Linked DNA regions of Oryzias latipes: region 2 is linked to region 1. A link is a contact called in public Hi-C data. All regions are on one chromosome and are shown on one strand. Each heading gives the region's core, a stretch centred on a gene start, on an enhancer-like site or on the middle of the called end of the contact. The rest is flanking DNA. Distances are from core to core; before and after follow the strand shown. Region 1 holds the start of LOC101172596 (zinc finger protein 618). Region 2 overlaps LOC105358401 (regulator of G-protein signaling 3-like).

Region 1 (6,772 bases), core at 2,863-5,362:
TTAAAAGCATCACCTCATCCTAAGTGCATGGTGGTTCAGTGGTAGACAAGATTATGTTCTACTCTAATTCCATTATCTCTGTATTTATATATTTATAGCTGGTATTGACTGACAGCTCCTGATTGAGGGTTAAAAATACTTACTGAAAATGAAGCAAAAACATTCCTCGGCAATGTCAAATTTATTGGGCTTTTGTCGCCTTAAAATAAGATTAAACAACAGCAAGGATGCATCGTTTTCTAAATGGAATTTCTTCCCCGGCCGCTCGCTGAAAAAGCAGCCTCTAAATTAATACATAAAAATGTCTTTTGAGGCCTGCGTTGGTCTAATTAAAGCCGAAATGCAAAATCGGCCATCTGGTCTTATGTTCTTTTATAGGCTGAGGCCTGTGATATACTGTAACCTACAGTGCCATAGCAGGAGGAAAATCCAAACCAGATGCACACTTGCTTGATGTTTCTGACAAACACAGGAAAACTCAACCAAATGCACAACCATCCATGATTTATTTGAAAAATGCTGCTGGAAATTGACTATAATGGAGAGCTATATAACTTGGCCAAGGTATGTTTTAAGTAATTTGATGTTATCCACGGCAAGATAAATTATAATTTGCTGAATTGATCTGGAGCTGGGAAAAAAACAGGAGACATAAACATCTATAGATTCTAACCCTGTTTAGAATTTAGCTCTTAGTTGGCACACTTAAAATAATCGGCCTATATTTGGTCGGCCCCTGAATATTTATGTGGTAAATCAATCATTGTGCATTTATTTGAAAATTTCCATTGCGCTGGCAAAACTGGGTAAGCTGCCAGGCAAAAATATAAAATACAAATTTGTTTAAGCTCAGGAAATTGTTCCCACTCTGGAGGGATTAAAAATAGGAATCAGCTAAAACTGTTTAAGGAGGCAGAGGGAGGATGAGGATGGTGGCAGTGGTGGTGGGGGGTTATTTCAATCACTACTTTGATTGCATGTTTGTATTATCCAGAGCAAGAGTCGGCAACCGGGAACAGGAAGCTGACCAAAACCTGTTTCACACTACTGCTTTGGATTTTTCCATTTCTGTAATGAAATGCACATTTCTCACTCCTCTGTAATAAATGTCTTCCAAGATGGTGTATGACCAATGATTTCAAAAAGCAATAATGCAAAGAAATGAATACCCCCTCCACCCCCTCACATCACCCCACTTCTCTTCCTCAAACACATATATATAAACACGCAAGATGCTCTGGAAACGAAAAGAGACAAAAAAAAAAACTGTTGTCTGGTAAAATTCCATCAGCATACACTCAAAACCCCCATAAAAACCTTTTCAATCTATATGTTAATTCCTCAAATTAAATTTTAATAACAAGAGATATTGAAAAGCAGTCTTAAACTATACAAAAATAAATCCTGAAAGATCAGGCTCCCCCCTAAAATTAGAAATTCAGGGCTGCATCCGGGCTGCTGCTAAACCCTTGTAGGCTGGCAGATTAAATTTTTGATGAAAATCAAAATTACACTGCACGCTGACGCAGCCGCAGCAAACCTGGCACTATTGTGATTTATGGATTCATTAAACCCGCGGGAGTCCCCCCCCCTCTCCCCTTTTCACTCAAAGAAATGAGATTTGCTTTGCTGAAAATTTGTGTTTTCAGAAAAGCTACACAGGATCTTCTCCACCTTCACAAATAATAATAATAAAAAAAGAAAAAGCTCCTGTGTATATACCCACTGCATGTAAACAGGCCTAATTTTCATTGCTGCAGCAATTGAACACCCCCTTATGCATTATTCATGAAACCAATAAGGTGCTTTTTTTTTTTTACAAAGAATGAGGCAGAAAAAATATGTGCAGAATGCACAGAATTTTTTTTTAATGCAGCACTCCCAACCCTTGATAAAAAATAAATAAATAAAACATTCCCTTGAGACTAATTTAACTGAAGCCATTTTCAGACAGTTTCCACATGCCACTAAGAAAATAAGAGCACATCAACTGTTCACCTTGACTACGTATCAACCAAAAAAACAAGAACATGGTATTAAATCAAAGTCGTCGCTCGCTACTGAAATGGCAAAACCAACCGGCTGTTCAGCTTTTCATGACAATCAGAGCAGAAACCATTTTTTAAAACCCTTTAATTGTGAAAGCTGCAATCTAATCCTTCTCTGTCCTCTATTTCACATCCTCTTCCAAACTTAGAGATACATGTTTTTTTTTAGCTGAGGCATCATTTACTTTGTTGAAATTAAAAAAAAAACAGCAAAGTAAACAAAATTGGGTCTTTTTTTCCTTCGCTGCAGCTTTTTCCACACTTTTATAACTTCTTACTTGATCCTCAAAGAATTTGAAATCTAAACATTCCCATTACTTGCAAACAGATCCAGCCTATTAAAACGTGTCTACCCCCCCACCCCACCCCACCCCCTATTTTCATTTCTGTTCGCCCAACTTGAAAGTCTTGCATTTTGATTAGACCTATTTTGCGCAAAAGGTCAGAATTTACACTGGGATTTTTGCATACCAACTGCACAATTTTCCACCAGCTCTCTGAATTGAATGAATACAGATTTGAAGGTCAGCATTAAAATTACCCACAGCAAAATGGCCTCTCAGGACCCCCCCCCCTGTACATTAGAAAATAAAAGCAAGCCATGCAAGATGGGAAACTGTTTGCCATCTGCAAGATTAATATAAACAGTATGGTTGTGATTGTTTTTTCTATCCTCAAATTATGCTGAGACAGTTTTCCTCCCTCCAGTGCTGGAAGAAACATTTTTCCCCCCAGATTACTAAATTTCTCTTTACAAAAATAAGCGTTAATGAATATGCATTTATAGAGAAAAAAACTTGTGGATGCATACATACAATGTTAATCTAAAAATGTGTTATATGCTATGCATTTTTAATTATTTATGCAATGTCTTATCTAAAAAAATGTATAATAACTGAACGATCTATTTGGTTATAAAAACTGAATAAACTTGAAAAGTCACATTTTAAAGTTAAAGTAAAATAAAGAAAAATCATGCAGCAATTGCTAAAAATAAGCCTCACAAGTCCTTGCAATTTTTTTTTTAATTTCTCAAAATTACTGCCGACAGGTGGCGCCAAAATCACGGAGATTTTCAAACCCCCTCTCTCCCTCTGTTTCCAAAAATAAAAGTCGCGACATGTATTTTTGATGGATAATAATTGTGGCGCGTTTCTGCTTGATAAGATAGCTAACAGAGAAACGCTAAAAATATCTGAGAGTGCTCGAAAACTAGCAAGAGAAGCAACTCCGGAGCTCTGCTTGAATTTGCTGGAGAAAAAAAAAATTCACAAAAACATGGCTGCAGGAGGTTTTTGTGTTTCAGATTGTTCCTCCCCTCCTCGTCCTTCATGTTACTGGTCCCGGTTGCTACATCGTAATAGGCAACACTTTTATCTGGGTGGCGTGTGTTGAACAAACTCGGTGAATAAACGACAAAGGCAGCAGGTCCACGAAAACTCCATTACTAAAATTCAGCCCAAAATGAAAAAAAGAAAAAAGAAATTTACAGATTCAGGTGGCTTCAAGCATTCAGCTCATTTTAATGGCAGACATTTGAAGAGACTGCCGTTAACCGTGTGAAAAGAACGAAACTTCAAATCCGCAGCTGAAATTTTTTGGACAAATTTTGTTTTTTTTTTTAAAATTAGGGCAGAAAAAAAGAAAAGAGCGGTTTTGACATACCTCCAAAACGATGCAGCTCAGGCGAAACAGACACCCTCTCCTGAAATCCTCCCTCCCCGACCAGAGGTGACTGCACAAAACTGCTTCCTCAAAAATTGTGAATTAGTTATGAGATTCCAAATTATGAAAAAGAATGGGGGGAAAAAAGAAGGTAGCCACTTCCCCCCCTTCGCGACCCGCTACGTTACATTTTAGTAAAGCATAATGGCGCATTAAGTTGTGAATTTTGACGAGATTTAAGGGGTCCGTGCAAGCTATGCGCGCGCGCGCTGCACAGTCTGTTAATGTTGCGGTCCCCTCCTCTGGAAAAATTCGTCCGCCATATACAAGGGCAGATTCATAAATTGCAGCGCCGGCCTGTTTATTAACCCGCATAAAAAAAAGAAAGGGGGGGGAAAAAGAAAAGAAAAGAGAAAAAAGGGAAAAAGTCTCAGAAGGAGACAGAAAATAAAGTGTTGGCCAGCTAAAAAGGCACACGGAGTGATGGAAAAAAATGTGCAGAGGACCACTTTCAATATTTGTTTATGTAACAAAATGGATATTTCCTGATTTGATTAGTATTTAATTTTGCTTGATATACGAACGACTATTGTGTATGTCAGAAAAGCTGTTACAGTTATTTGCTGGTAAAGCAGTAAAAATCAAAAGTGCAGTCTAATTTTGTATCTAGATCAAATAAACAAATGATTAGATGATTCAATTTTTTTCTTGATTCATCAAAATTCCAATTTTTATTCCTCCAGGACTTTGATATATTTGTTGAAATTTTAAACTATTTTTAAACTGCTGTTTTTGAACACTTCTTCTGATGATGTTTTTCCAGGGAGCGTTTTTGGTTGGCCAACAAGTTTGGTTTTCAAAAACACAGAATTAACAATATTGTCGAGAATATTTTGATTTTCTGCCGAAATGTTTTTGGCAACTGTTTATTTTAGCATTTTCTGTCAGAATTATTATAGGGATTGCATTAATTATAACATGCAACACTGTGGAGAGTATTATGTCTACACTGAGTGAAAAAAATAATATTTCTGTTTTAACTTTCAGGCCATTTTCTCTTTTTTTGTTCTATATTCTCATTTTATTTAATGTTTTAATGGTAAGGCAAATCTTTAGTTGTTTTGTGATGACAAAAACAATAATAATAGGGATTTATAAGTCAACTACTGTTTACCCTCAGCACATAATAGTACACTTTAAGTTTATGTTATTAAGTATACTTGAGTTTAAGTATAAGTATAGCAAGTATATCATAGACCATGTAGATTTACCATAGGAAGAATACTAACTAACTGTATGCTTCGTCAGACTAAATTGGATTACTTTAAGTTTACAAAATAGCCTATAGATATAACTTCTAGTGCACTGCCATACCTTTAGTACAGACTAGGAATACTTGTGGAACACTTAGATTGACTACTTTTTGCTAAGGGTTAAGAACATATTTGTCCATTTACCCTACTTGTCCCTACTTTTTGTCTTCCTTAGAGATCTAAAATTAATTGTAGTGTTTAGTTATTTTATGAGTATCCTGCATTTTGTGTTCATTTGTTTGTTTGTTTGTTTTTCCGTGCAGGAAAAATACGAAAAATCCAATTATACTTTAAGTTTTACTTTTGTTTTGTAGTTTTTTTGTAGATGTGTGAATCTCAGGACAATTTTACAAATGCTGTTTTTAAGTGCTCTGCAAAGCTACACATGCTTCTCAGAATATGTAAAATGAGGTTCTTGCAATATGGATTAAGATTTCCTTTTTCAGATTAGTTTCTCCCCTGTTATTCTTGTTACATGTTGTGCAGATATTTTTAATTGCAATGTGCAATTATTGTTTTGTTTTTGTTTGAAATCTTAGGTTTGAAATATCCCTGCATCCTATATTTGCATAAAGTTGTGTGGGTAGCATTGTAAGTAGCTTGGTCAAACAGAATTTTTGATCAGCCTTGAATTCTTACTTTTCAGAGCATTTATTTAAAGTCCACTACACTATACCCAATTTAGAGCTGCAGCAAAGCTCCTGCTGCACTGATTGCCAGTCTATAACAGGCCACAGTCAAATCACTGCTCTCACTGCTGTGGATGGATTTATCACAGGACAAAAATTGATGGTGAGGCATAGCAAATTTACCCATAATGTAACAACTACAGAGGAACCCCCAGCCACATACAACATTTAGACCAGCAGAGGGCAGCAGTACACCAAAGACAAATCGTTGCTTTTTTCCAGTTGCCAGTCAGCACACTTGAGCATGCGCTTCAGTGCCTCTCATCATTTGGCTCTCTGTCTCCCCCTAACGTTTTTACTGGAAACACAGCATCAGTCTCCTCTTCACTCTGAAGTAATGCTGCACTTCTTTGTTGGTCTGCTTTGCCTAAAAGTGAAGTCATTTTTAAGTTAGCTTTACTTTTTTTAAGTCAAGAAAAAAATAAACAAATTTAAGTTAAAAAAATTATCAAGTTATTGTGCCAAATATTTTGTATATTTAGAATAGTGACACTACAGTGTCATTATTATCTTGTTTACAATATACAGTAAAGAAAAAAAGTTTTGACACACCTCCTCATTCAAATGAATGCCACAAAACTTGCACGTGTGTCACAGGAAATGAAAAAAACAGCATCCATAGATTTTTAGAAAAAGTTTTTTTCTAATTATGACACACTTGACATTCATTTTAAATGTAGATTAAAAAAATGTTAGTTTCCTAAATAAAGAATTTCACTTAACGAATCAGCTAAAATATCGGAGAAAAAAAATAATTTGATGATACGATTTTTTGAAAATTTCTTTAAGTGTATAAACAGTGTTGTATATTTTTTTAGCCAGAACTTGTGGTTTTATAATAAGCATTCTGCGATGGTACAAACAATCTAAGGAAGATAACTACATATTTCTAAAAAGTCAACATTGCAGTCTGTAATCGCTGCTTGTGAGCAGCTGAAGTTAGATGATGTGGTCTAAATTGACTGAGTTAATCATTTAAAGTCATCAATGAATTTTCTTTGTCCCCTTGAATAGTGAAGATGTCTAGCTTAAATCAAAATAAAGCAGGAAGCACACG
Region 2 (6,772 bases), core at 1,729-4,228, 53 kb after region 1:
CTGCTGCCAGGGTTTAACACAGTTAATCACTTGCTTAAAACTACTGATACTTCTTGAAAGTCAGCCTTATAGCTCTAAAGTATTTTTGTCTTAACAATTAAAAAGTAAAACAAAGCTCAAGCCGTTCCGTCTTCCAAGTTATAAATTCAAATTTATCCAAAAAAAAAAAAAACAACTTAAGAATAAAACATGAAGTTTAAAAAAAATATTGCACTTAAAGTTCAGGACAGCTTTGGACCTGTTTGGTGGTTAAGAGGGGAAGTGAGAGCTGTTAGCTGAGTGCTTTGGAGGTCGTGAAGGTGTCTGTAGAAGTATCCAGCAAGTTAATCTAAATAAATAGGCTAACGTTTTGTACATGAAGCATTTTCTTTGTTCTATGACTAGTAACCTCTTGTGCATCCCCTTGAAGAACAAGGGAAACCCTAAAAAAGACGAAGAAAACAAAAAGTAAAGATGATTAACGTGTTAAAGCAGTGTCCTGAGAATGTTTCCTCATTAGTCGAGAGAGAGCTACAATGTTAAAGGACAAATCCTTTTTCCGTTCATTGTTGTTCTTTGCAGGCAAGAAACAGGTTGCCGTTCTTTTTCTTTCGCATCTTCAAATGTGAGACAGTCTGAGTCCTCATCCCTGCCTCTAAACTTGAAACCAGGCTTCCTACAAACTTTCAATGGATGCAGAGATTTGAAAGAAAGTCAAAGGTGGCTGTCATCTGCGAAAAAAAACCTTGTGTTCGCCATCCATCGAAGCTTTGCAGCTGGGACAAAAGGGCGGACTAAAAATGGTCGTACCAACAACTTTGGAGGTGCTTCACAGAGAGGGGGAAAGGTGGCGGAGGAGAGGAAGGGAGCAAAGAAGGAAAAAAGTGACAAAACAGTACCGGACTGTCTTCACGTTGTTGCAGCCCCTCCTTTTTTGCAGTAGAACTGGTTAAAAACAAACTTTCTTTCTTTTTTTTTTAACCTTACTCATATAAAAAAAAAGAAAACAAAGAACAGTGATCAGACAAGCGTCCAGCTCCTGCTGCAGGCCTTACTCCTGGGCTTCTGTAATTGAAGTAACATCCATCCATTCATCAATCCTTTCAATAACTGTGTAAACTACATTCCTTTGCAGTGCCATAGCTTCCATAGCTTTGCTGCGTCCTCACAAACGACAACAATAAAAAACAAAAAAACATATCAGGATTACACACTCACACATGCACGCACAATAATAATAATAATAATAATAATAATAATAATGATAAAAAAAGGAAAAGGCAAAAAAGCTCACATCCCACCCACTCCATGAATTTTTTTTCAAGTCTGCCCCTTTGTTTTGCTTTCACCAACACTCTATTTCCTCGTGTTCCTTGTCTTTTTACGATGAAGACGAAGTGGAAGTGGCACTGGGCTTCTTTTGGTTAATTAAGTCCGAGTAAAGTTCTGAGCGCAGGAAACGGGGGTATGAGTCCTTCTCCATCAGCCCGTATATCCGCCTCTGCGCTAGTTCAAAGCAGGAACGCGTCACATTCTGCAGGTTGTCTTTAGTGTGATCTCTTGTGTAGGAGTCCAGATTCACCTGCAGAGGGAAATAGGAAACCAGGTTTTACTTCTTTTTTTTGTTTCCCCCAACATCAAAGGAAAATGAGCTGTGTTCGCCCACTCTTACCTCTTTACAAGACTGGATAGCAATGTATTCTGCAAAGATTTTCTTGGCTTTTGAGGCCATCTTGGACTGTGACTTGATCTTCTTGTATTCCTCACATGCTAGCCAGAATTCCAGATTTTCCTCGCTGAACTCTGTGCGCAGGAAAGCTCTAAAGGCTGCCAGGCCATCTGAAACGAAAGAGGAGAATAAACAAAGGGGAGAGTTGAGTGAAGTGCCATAGCAACCTCACAGTTGAAGCCCTCCTTGGCTTAAAATAGCTCTGTGGTTGCCTTTTGAGTCATGTGGGAAGCAAAAAAAAAAGAAAGACGAGGCTTATCAAAGTCTAATACACTCCTTTTGTGACATCACCCAGTGACTCCAAATTTCCTTAATGTTCAGAGTAACGGCTGCTCTATCACTTAACAAAAGGGCGATTGTTTTCACGAGGGGATTGACTTAGTGACTAACTTTAGCACCTTGGGCTCTTTCAACTTTCTGTCCAGTCAATGATTAAAGGAAGAGTGCATCCAGAGTAAAGAATTGCCGGAAGCCATGCCCACACAAGGCTCCTGTCTGCACCTTTCCGTTCCCATGAATCACCCACGCTGAAACAGCAGAGCCCTGTGGCCGTCATCTCTTACCTCACTCTGATATAGATACAAAAAAAAAAACAGGAGTGAGGTAAGAGGTGCAGGAAAGGAAATGAGAAAACAGGGAGCAAAGCGGTCAAGGAGGCTGAATAAGAAACAGATGTGGCGCTGGATCTGTATCCCCGTTTTTTTTTTTTTGTTCTTAAAATTGGAATCTGGATGGATTTGAAAATACACTCAGAAGCCACACAATTACAGCTTCACCCTGTCCTCCAGACTTTGTGAGGATTATGGAAATGTGCCTACTTACAACATGTGCAATCCCTGTTACTACAGCTTCTGTGTTCCAACCTTCCATCTCTATATTTTTTTCTTCTTTTTTTTTTAAAAGATGATCAAAAAAAAAGGATGGATTAAATCAAAGAAACTTACATTTGTGTGCCAGCAGTTTGTCAAGTGAGTCTCCCCATTTTAGTGCTTCCTCTGGGGTGGGCCTGCAGATGAAAGCAGAGCGGTTCTTCAACAAGCCCATTTCAGCCAGGTTTTTCATTGTGTGACCCATTCGCAGGACTTGGTCTATGCCTAGCAGATGAGTGGAAATCTGGAAGTAGAGGATCCCTCTCTGCTGTTTCCCTCCACTACTGCCAGACACACTCAGCTCTGCCTCATGAATGACTGGCAGAGCACTGAGTCCTTCTGCTTCTGTCTGATGGGGGGATTGGTTTTTATTTAGCCCCTCAATGTGAATTGGAAGGCGGTGGAGGGAGGAGCTTCAGATGCCCAACCAGGATGTGGTGGGCGGTCTTGGGACCTCCCACCACCACCAGTGAGTGTCTGTCTGGCGCCTCCTGTTCCTATAATGAACAGCTTTAACCTTTTAATCAAACTTTGTAATGTCATTTTTTTCAGTTTTGGTTTTATTGACAATTTGGTATTATTAATATTATTAACATTATATTTTGAAGAGTGAAAAAAGTCAATTCATTTTAAATGCTGTAGTTTTTTTTTCATTTCTCTAAATCACAAAAAAAAATACAAAAATAATGAAATTATTGTTTTTAGCTTATCGTACAAGCACATTTCGATATACATTTAATTTATGAACAGAAATTCGTTTTATCTTTTTCAAAAAGTAGTTTGAAATTCTAAGCATCATTTTGATATATTGACTTTATTTTTTTATAAAGGAATCCATAAAATAGAACCACCTAAAGCGATGAATTCCAACTCAACCCATCAGTTTTATAAAAGCTACACAACACACTTCCATCGCTCCATCTGCCCACATCTTCTGTTCTCCAACACAGGTTAGGATCCAAAAAACCATCTCACACTCACGCCCACTTGCACTAACAGCCAGGAAGTGGCGACTTACTTGACTGACTTCATGGATTTGTCTAACTTGTTGGCAGGAGTGCTTCCTGGGGACTCATTCCTCCTTCGCAGGAAAGCCAGCCGGTTCTTCATGTCTTTGGCCCTGAGTAAAGGAACGGCAGACAAAAAGAAAAGCAGGAAGGGGAAAGGGATAGGTAAGCAAAGGGTGGGGAAAGTTTGGGAATGATGGTAAAGAGAGAAAACAAAAAAAGACAGGAAAGAAAAAAGTTAAGACTGGGGATCCAGATTCCAGAAGTGATGCAATCCCAGGAAATTATCTCCAACGAGGTTTTTCAGCACAATAAATCCATATGGAGTGAAACCAATAAATGCCAAAAAAGGGAAATGCAAACATGATTACATTCTAGAGTTTTCCAGAAGTACGAATCAGGCTTTTATCACTATCTTGTCAATCTAATGTCTCTCAGTCTTTCCTGCAGAAGTGTCCCTGGCAGGTTCCTTGGCAGGGACTGAACAAATCTTGCAAAGAAGGAGGGGAGAGACTCAGTCCTCACTCTTCGGTTTCATCACGCCGTCCTCAATGTGCCTACAGAGGTTGCTGAGAGGGAGCTGACCCAGGGCAAAGGCAACATGCTTGTTCCTCCACTCTCCTGCAGCTTCAACTTCAGAATCAGCGTTCAAATTCTCCCTAATCAACCACCTCACCTGTCTCGTGCAGAGCTCTATTGAGCTGTGCTGTATTAAGAGCCACACATTGTAACGCACCAATGATGGGCTCCTCCAGGATCCTGCACATTCCCACAATCCCTAGGTAGGTGTCCTGACTTTTCATGACCTGCAGCACGTGCTGCCTCATTGGGATGTGACCTCACTCAACACCCATTTCCTGAGTCCCTGCTTTTGATTTCCACTGCGGATTGACTGGCCCGCTAATAATGCGGCGCAGCGTTGTGGGCTGGATGGGCCTAATCACTACAACATGTCCCACTGCTAAACCCACGGGCCTCAGGAGAGAATGTACAACCCAAATTAAGAAACAAGCTTTCCAGTTATAGTCACTTATCACTCATCCGTGTATCACAGGAGGCTCAAACTGCAGAATAGCAGAAATATTGCACACCTGCCAAAAAAAAGAAGACAATTCAAGGACTACCTCATGCCAACTCATCCTTGCTTAATTTGAACTGTTATGCCAAAGATAAACTGTTGGAGCTTAAATCTGCATCTGCAAAACTCACTACGGGAACAGAAACCAGTTCTTTTCAAATCTGAATTAGTCAAATGTTCCTTTCTGACAAGCTGGGGGTTTTGGGAACAGAAGTGTTGTCATTTGCATGCATTTCCTAATTTATGTCCTTAAGCCACCAGAGAAGAAGAGCCCAACGTTAATACTCATTTAGAGTTTATTGTAAAATGATGCACTAAGCCATACGAGGAGCAAAAATCACCTCCAGGTAATGGAATGGAGTTCTTCTATTCTTGGAATATCAAAACCTCTCCACCCAGTCAGATGACTCATCCATTGATTTAAATAAAACTGCAGCCCTGCATGAAGAGCCTCAAATCTAGATGCTTCAGTACTAAGCAGAATGGAGGCCTTTGGTGCAGACAAAATAATAACAGGGCGCTCTAATGCAGCAATCCTGAGAATAGCACATACTCGCAAGTCCCAAGGTTCATAAAAACTCTCATCTTAAACACTAAAATAGGATTTATTAGATAATTCTAATTTTAGATTCCACTTTAGGCAATTATAATGACTAAAAGACGCTTGTGTTTAGGCGGAGCATGTGAGTATAACAGACGATCGCGTTTTATAAGGACCGGAAAGTATGCGCTTGGCCCGACAAAAGATGTCTTATTTATGTGAGGTTTAACACAAGCTAAGCCCATGTGGAAATGATGTGACAGGGAAGTCATAACAACATCCACGGACAACTGTATGTTTCTCTCCTGCCACCGTGTGGTCATGAGAGTCAACTGCAAATACCAGTTTATCGTTCATACTAATTTTGAGACACAGGGCAGGGAAGACATCATGTTTAAAAGCAAATGTATGTACAGAGGCCTCCAGTAGGTCAACACATCCAAGATAGACTGCTGAGTAGTAAGGTAAGACTTATTAAAATATCCAATTTGATTTGATGGCGCACAAATAAAACAGTTTTTTGGTTATCCCATGTCCTCTATACTAAGGATACGACAATTCATTTTCCCCAAAATTTGAAAACAAACCCTTTGATTTTTAGGTCACAGTCTTTTTTTTACAAAAAAATTCAGAAAAATTGTTTTTTTAATTTGCTAATGAGCAACAACCTTCAGTTGACTTGCACTAACCTAGTGAAATATAGTAAAATATGATTAAATATATTAAATTTAGCTCAACAAATATGTTTAACATTTTCAACGTAAACATATGCAAATGTATATTGTAGGGATGCAAATTCGATTCAATGGTGTAACTTACAGTTTTTGAATTGAGAATTGTGGCATCCCTTGTAAATACTTATCCGATTGCTGCAAAATCAGCAACTTGTATCTTACTAGCAAAAATTAATTGAAAACTGTTAACCCCTTCCTTTTTTTGGAAAAGCTTACTGAGGCCTGTAAGAAGTACAACGCTGACTGATGAAATCTCACAGCATACAACCTTTACAGTTTGGCAAACTGTGTTGAGAATTTGGAATGTCAAAATCAATCACGGGGTTGCTACCTTCTCTCAAGTGGGTCATTTTAACTTTTAGGAGGAAGAAAAGTTTTTATTTATATATTTTTGCCTTCCTGCTTCCAGATCTCACTCTGGCTCGTTCAGATGTCTAAAGAGATTTACTGTTTTCCAGAATTCTTTCAAATGTGTCTAATCCACAGAGCCCGAGGTTGCTTGGTTTGGCCTCGCATTGGAATAGCTCAACTGAATTTAGGGGTGTTTTCCAGCTTTGAAAAGAAGCGTTGAACAAAGGTGTGCAACAGTTGTCAGTCCAAGGAGACCTGCTATTTTTGACCACAATTTTTCATCAGTTCTTGATTCAACAATGGTTTTGTGCAGCTCTGTCCTTTAGCTTTTCTTCCTTTCACACTCTGATTAACTTTGTCAAGTTCTTCCACTTCACTGCATCTCCCCACTTTCTGCCTGTTTTAATACAATTATCCATGTATCAGCCTCCATTTGATTTAATACACCCAGCTTCCACCTGTACTTAACTTGATCCGCTAAGAG

The links. A called contact is a pair of places that touch in the nucleus more often than the background predicts.
Region 2: a contact with region 1 is called in a Hi-C map of embryo, with 2.3 times the contacts expected there. The contact joins the enhancer-like site here to the promoter of LOC101172596 in region 1. A contact is called at or near these places in 5 of 5 Hi-C or Micro-C datasets (embryo, fibroblasts and gastrula embryo).

What each region holds. Positions count from the first base shown.
Region 1 is chr12:11,861,538-11,868,309 of ASM223467v1, forward strand. It overlaps LOC101172596 (zinc finger protein 618), which reads right to left and starts at 4,113. Exons shown (of 13, transcript XM_023960535.1): 1 at 3,714-4,113.
Region 2 is chr12:11,915,608-11,922,379 of ASM223467v1, forward strand. It overlaps LOC105358401 (regulator of G-protein signaling 3-like), which reads right to left. Exons shown (of 20, transcript XM_023960529.1): 17 at 3,596-3,697; 18 at 2,653-2,714; 19 at 1,652-1,818; 20 at 1-1,561. The coding sequence ends at 1,361. Among protein-coding and RNA genes, the nearest start is that of LOC101172596, 53 kb to the left of the region's middle. Within about 2 kb of position 2,979, at least 6 of the 8 cell types and tissues checked have an H3K27ac peak or open chromatin away from gene starts, as enhancers often do. A contact at or near this core is called in embryo and gastrula embryo, where this site is marked.